Linked DNA regions of Mus musculus: region 1 is linked to region 2. Evidence: chromatin contacts called from public Micro-C data. All regions are on one chromosome and are shown on one strand. The core of a region is the stretch at or near the end of the contact, and the rest is flanking DNA. Distances in the headings are between cores, read along the strand shown.

Region 1 (2,739 bases), core at 165-2,664, 70 kb before region 2:
GGAGTAAGACATATAACTAAGAACTCATTAGTACCAATAATCTTTTTCATCTGGACACCATCTCCTGTAACATTCAGAGGACCCATGTGAAAAACAACTTGTCCCTCAGCACTGGGAATATAGTCAAAAGCATGATACGTACCTCTCTGTTCAGAACAGGTGTACAACTCCCCTGGAAAAGCCACCACATTAAACTACTACTTTCCTAGGTGGAGTTTGAGCATTTCAAATGAGTAACTTAACAAGAGATGAATGGTATCTGGTAGCAGGACCTGAGCTGAACTTAAGGAAAATACTAACTAATCATGGAGATGTCTGCCATTCTTCTCAGTGTCTGTTTTAAAATACAGCACTTCCTCAGCAACACAAACCAGAAGTTTGGTCTTTGTGGTGGCTCACTCCTGAACTTTCTCTATGCTTTCCCGTGCTGCCAAAGGAGTAGTCACCGAGGAAAATATACTTAGATGCATCACTTATCTTTTCCAGCTCTACATTAGCGTGACATGGTTTCTATGCTAGACTCAGCACACAGAAATTCCATTACAAAATCGATTTATTTTTAAGTTCGGCATCATTTCAAAGACAATACTACAAAGTCCTATAAACTATGTCATTCCATTTAAACCGAACGCGCATGACGACTTTGGAGTTTTTTATATTTTGTACAAGGCAGAAATCTTCTAATTATGCTATAAAACAAGGAAACACTGTCGTATCTACAGTGAAGCACAGTAAGTAAACACTCTGAATGGTCACTTTTTAAGTCTACAATAGGTTTCAGAGACGTTCTTAGCACTAATGATAACCAAATTGAAACCTGCAATCAAGAAGTCTGTCCTTTGCATTCTGCTATACCCATAGACCAGTGTCGAAATCAGCCATAATCCGAAAAGTTGCTTCCTGCAGTAGATGTAAACTAATACAGAGATCCATGAGTACACAATATGCAGAAAATCAAGAGACCTTGTAACACTTCATCCTAATGGAATGTCTTCATCAAACACCTTACCACTGGACCAGGAAACTGTGTGAAAGAGAAGGAAAGAATTTATGAGCCAGTGTGTGTTAGGGATTGGTTTTAATGCTGTCTCAATTCAATTTGCTTACCAAAGGCCGAATTCCCAGACACTGAGGGTCTCCACCACCTGCTGGATATGATTGGCAATAAAGAATTGTCGTACAGCCAATGACTGGGCAGGTAGACTGAGGTGTGACCTGGAGATTGGTACAGGCTAAGATACCGGAACCGAAGAGCAAACGGAAAATTGCCATGACTCTGGGAGAAGAATGGGACTTAAGAGCTTCAGGGAAGAAAGCCAACCAGTTATGTAAGAATTCTGGTAAGTGGCCACTACCACTTACTCAATTGGGCCCGGGGTAGCAGGGGAAGGTTTAGGAGTCTCTGGAGTACCAGAGAGGAGTGTTTGCTAACAGGGAAAGGTTTAGGAGTGACCAGACTTTGAGCTAGTCATGGCATGTCAGAACTGTCAAGAATGAACTGGCGTGGGTGTGGGTTGGTATAGCCAAAATTACCGCTACAAAAGTGGGTAAAAGATAACCACAGAAACAATGCCTCCCAGACACAGTAAGGCTGTTGCTCATATAAACTCACACAGACACTAACAGCACACACTGGGTCTGCACAGAATCATGCCAAATGAGGTACCAGTACTGAGAAGGAATCTGGAAAAAAAAAAGCCCTCATCCCAAATCCAGAAGCTATCTCCAATTGACAACTGCTCCCAAAGGCAAATTAGTTTTCTCCAATGAAGTCTCACTGGTATACAACCCACATTTAAGGGAGTTCCTATGCCCAATAGCAGATAGCTAATACACAATGAGTCACAGGTTTGTTTGTTTGTTTTTTTGTTGACATTTCATCTCATAATACTTTGGGCTTTGTTTTACCTTAGCTCTGCTTATCTATTATGAGTTCTGATTTTGTGTTTTATGGGGTGTGTGTGTGTGTGTGTGTGTGTGGTTGCGGATGTGTCTCTATGTATGTGTGTTTCTCATGCCTTTGTGGTTTTTCATCTTCTATTTGCTTTGGGTTTTTTTTCTAGCCTTTTAATTTAATTATTGACCAATTTGCTTTCTAGAGAGAGAGAGAAGTCCTAGAACTGGATGGCTGAGGAGGTTAGGAGGATCTGAGAGACAGTGGAGGGAAACAGTAATCATACATAATGCATGGAAACATCTTCAATAAATGTTTCTGTGTTTGAGTAAGTATGAAGAAATCCATCCTAAATTATGCTTGCATGGAGCTGAACATGAGAAATGTGGCCTACATTTATCATAGAATATTTTTTGAAACCGTTCCCACACTGTCCTGGTGAAGTCAGCTGTTACAGAGAAAGGGCTCTCCATCTCCCAGCACAGTCTCAGGAAACTCCAGAACCAAAGAAGAAGCCATGATGTTTGGTGGAACAACAGCTATGAGGTAGGATACCAGGGGAAGCAGCAACCTGCCCTCCCCTCGTATAATATAAAAGTTATCATCAGACTGTTGTTGGCACATCTCTGGCCTTTGGGAAACCATCCCAGAATGGCCACTAATACCAGCAGCTGTGGCCTCCCTAGTTCTTCCTGCTTTTATTTGCCTTCCCATTTGGGCTACATTACTGGACATTTCATACTCCAGCTCACTTCATAGCCTTTTTATGGACTTTCTTTTCCAAAGGACATGACAGTGTCTTCTGCATCTCACAAATACTCAGCACCTAACCTTTCACAGGGACT
Region 2 (2,953 bases), core at 1-2,500:
TGTAACTGTACTCAATTATAAAGGAAAAATTGCTCTAGTATACCTGGAAGTTGGTATAAAAGGCTTCTTCATATACATATCACTTTCTATTATCTTTAAGGAATCAATAAATGCTTCTTTTTTAAGATTTTTATTTTATTATTTTTATTTTGTGTGTGTGAGTTGGGAATTGAATTTATAAATCCTCTGCTCGCTCCGGTTAGCCCCGCTCAACTCTGCTTGCTGGGATTCGGACATTCGGAAGAGCAGTCAGTGCTCTTACTCCCTGAGGCATCTCATCAGCCCCAATATATGCTTCTTAAAGTATAAGATCAGTTAGCCGGGCGTGGTGGCGCACGCCTTTAATCCCAGCACTCGGGAGGCAGAGGCAGGCAGATTTCTGAGTTTGAGGCCAGCCTGGTCTACAAAGTGAGTTCCAGGACAGCCAGGGCTACACAGAGAAACCTTGTCTCAAAAAAAGAAAAGAAAAAAAGATTAAAAAAAAAAAGTATAAGATTAGTTAGCCCTATGCTTTTTGCCAAAATGAATTATTCCTTGTGGTCTGGCAATCTATTTTCACCTTTACATTTACTTTTAAATGTTTTCTTAACCTGAAAAACCTAACAACTTGTCAATGGTGGATATTTAAGTTAACTTACTTGAATCGCTTTTTCTATATAGTTTTTTTTTAATCTTAAAAGTTCAGCAAACAACCATTCTTTGCAAAACGCATTGAGAAGTAGAAAATTTAAGTAGAAAATTAATCTGTAGTTTCATAAAAAACAAATTTGAGATTTTACTTAAAAGTTGTACCCATCATATGGTTTTGAGTTCTTCTGAGTCGTGTTTCACAAAAACCAGGGTGTCTCCCTTGGGTGGAAATATTTTCAAGTTACTTCCAGTATTGTTGTAGGATTGACTCTCCTAAGATGCCTAAGCAAATGTTTTATGGATAACCAAAAGAACAGACACACACACACACACACACACACACACACACACACACATACACACACCCCACAGCTAATCATTATTTTTTTAATTGGCTAAAAAAAATCTCCAATCAAATCAGGGCAATTCAACATTATTTCAGTATTACTAACGTTGGTCTTTGTGTAACGACTGTGACATCATGACAGTGAAGTATTCATTTTTAAGCTTTAAACATTTTACCTCTATGTATCCAATAGAAATACAATATGTAAATTAACCTATATTATCTGTATGCTGATTGGCTTGACTTCCCCTGAATGTCACAATCTCACCACCCAGCGATGAGGTATTTTACTGCTGTCTCGAGATCGAATTATTACTGTAGAGAGATATTTTTTTCTATTTCATTAACAGATTATTATAAAGCAATAAGCTTGCAGGAAGACAAGCAGACGTTTCACCTTGGGAATTAATGAAAGCGTGCCTGCTAGCTTTTAAGGGGTGAAGAGTGGGTAGTTGTTTAAAATCTTACCCCACCCTCGCAAAAACTCTTTGGAAATGGGAGAATCGAGACGTGGATGATTCTTGGGGCGTTCCTAATCACCAGGTGTCAGACTATGTGGTGTTTGTGGACTGGTGTAAGTTTCCGGTATTCATCATATTCCTGGTATTATTATTTTTTAAATGTCTAATAACAAAAAAAGGGAAAGGGGAAACTCATACACTCCACCGCTTTGACATCAGCAACCTATTGGTCATCCCAGCTTGGAAGAGAAAGGAGAGTCTTGTTGCTTGGGGTGGGATGCGAGGAACAGCCATGTAAAATCTTTGTACTCCTGATCCATTAGTCACGTTCGAGAAGGTAGAATGAGTGTAGATCGGTTTTGCACTTGTCGCCTGAACTTAGCCTCTCCTTCCTTAAACGCAGATCTGCGTGCCTTCAAGAACAGATGACCACTGACAAAGACAAGGCTGCCCCAACCCGCTTCCCTTCTTCCCCCACTGGCAAGATTTTTGACTGTGCTTAATTTTTTTTCTTTCCTTTTTTTTTTTTTTTTTTTTTTTTTTTTAATTTTCATTCTTTCTTTTTCTCTCCCCAGCTAGCGTGCCAAATCAAAGATCAGCAGGGGGAAAAATCATTTGAGAAGAATTCTACAAGGCGCATCCAATGCTTAGCAGGACCACCCTGACAGAGAAAGGAAGACGATGTTTGGGGAAGGCGAGGGTTCGGGGCAGCTGGGGCGGAGGCGGCCGTCCGCGGCACGGTGGCTTCGTGCGCTGCCCTAGGGGAAGAGGATGGGCCTGAGGTCCGGGAAGAGCCTTCCCGAGCCCCCCACTGCCAATGCATGCGGGGAGGGAAAAGTTCCGAAGCTGCCTCGAGGGAACAAAAGCCTGATTTGGGGCCGGCTGAACTGGACAGGACTTTGAAGCAAAGCCAGCCTGCTCCGGAGACAGGCAGGGGTTCCTGCTGGCTCGGCGGAGGCCGGAGCAAGCCTCGCCGCCGCCCTCGCCACCGCGCCGCCGCCGCCGCGGCCCCTGCGTTACTGGGGGAGACGGTGCCGCTGCGACAGGGGAGGACGCGGCTGGAGCTGAAGGAGGCTCCAACGCGCAGGCGCCGCCGAGCCCTGCCTGGATGCTCAGTCAAGGCACTCAGGAAAAAAAAATCAGCAATTTATAGAAAGAAGAAGCTATAGTCTGTCGGGATATCCAACACCAACAGGTAGGAGGATATACTCTCGGTTAAGTTTGGGGGAGGGGGTTGCACCGTGCTGATGAAACTGCAGGTTCATCAGGATACAGCCCTCCCTGAGGGTTTTTTTTTTTTTTTTTTTTTTTTTTTGACAATAAACTGCATAATGGAAGTACATTCAGACAATGCATCTTCTAACGCTTATTGAGAATTCGGTTTCTGGAAACCTTTGCAAAGCTGAGGAATATGAGACTGCGAATCACGGAGAACCCTTCCCTTGCAGCACAGAAGCAATCTCTTCCCATCTTCGAGTATGTAATGCATATCTCTCTCTCTCTCTCTCTCTCTCTC

What was found. A called contact is a pair of places that touch in the nucleus more often than the background predicts.
Region 1: a contact with region 2 is called in a Micro-C map of muscle stem cells, with 4 times the contacts expected there. The contact joins the enhancer-like site here to the promoter of Gpr85 in region 2. A contact is called at or near these places in 1 of 39 promoter capture datasets (pre-B cells), 1 of 15 datasets of contacts at CTCF or cohesin (the NIH/3T3 cell line), 4 of 484 Hi-C or Micro-C datasets (the Ba/F3 cell line, embryonic stem cells, muscle stem cells and 1 more), 1 of 115 datasets of contacts at active chromatin or transcription factors (embryonic stem cells) and 2 of 9 other capture datasets (adipose tissue and liver).

What each region holds. Positions count from the first base shown.
Region 1 is chr6:13,908,591-13,911,329 of GRCm38.p6, reverse strand. No RefSeq gene overlaps it. Among named protein-coding and RNA genes, the nearest start is that of 1110019D14Rik, 38 kb to the right of the region's middle. Within about 2 kb of position 1,414, at least 11 of the 459 cell types and tissues checked have an H3K27ac peak or open chromatin away from gene starts, as enhancers often do. A contact at or near this core is called in adipose tissue and muscle stem cells, where this site is marked.
Region 2 is chr6:13,838,239-13,841,191 of GRCm38.p6, reverse strand. It overlaps Gpr85 (G protein-coupled receptor 85), which reads left to right and starts at 1,250. Exons shown (of 3, transcript NM_001330667.1): 1 at 1,250-1,550; 2 at 2,013-2,632.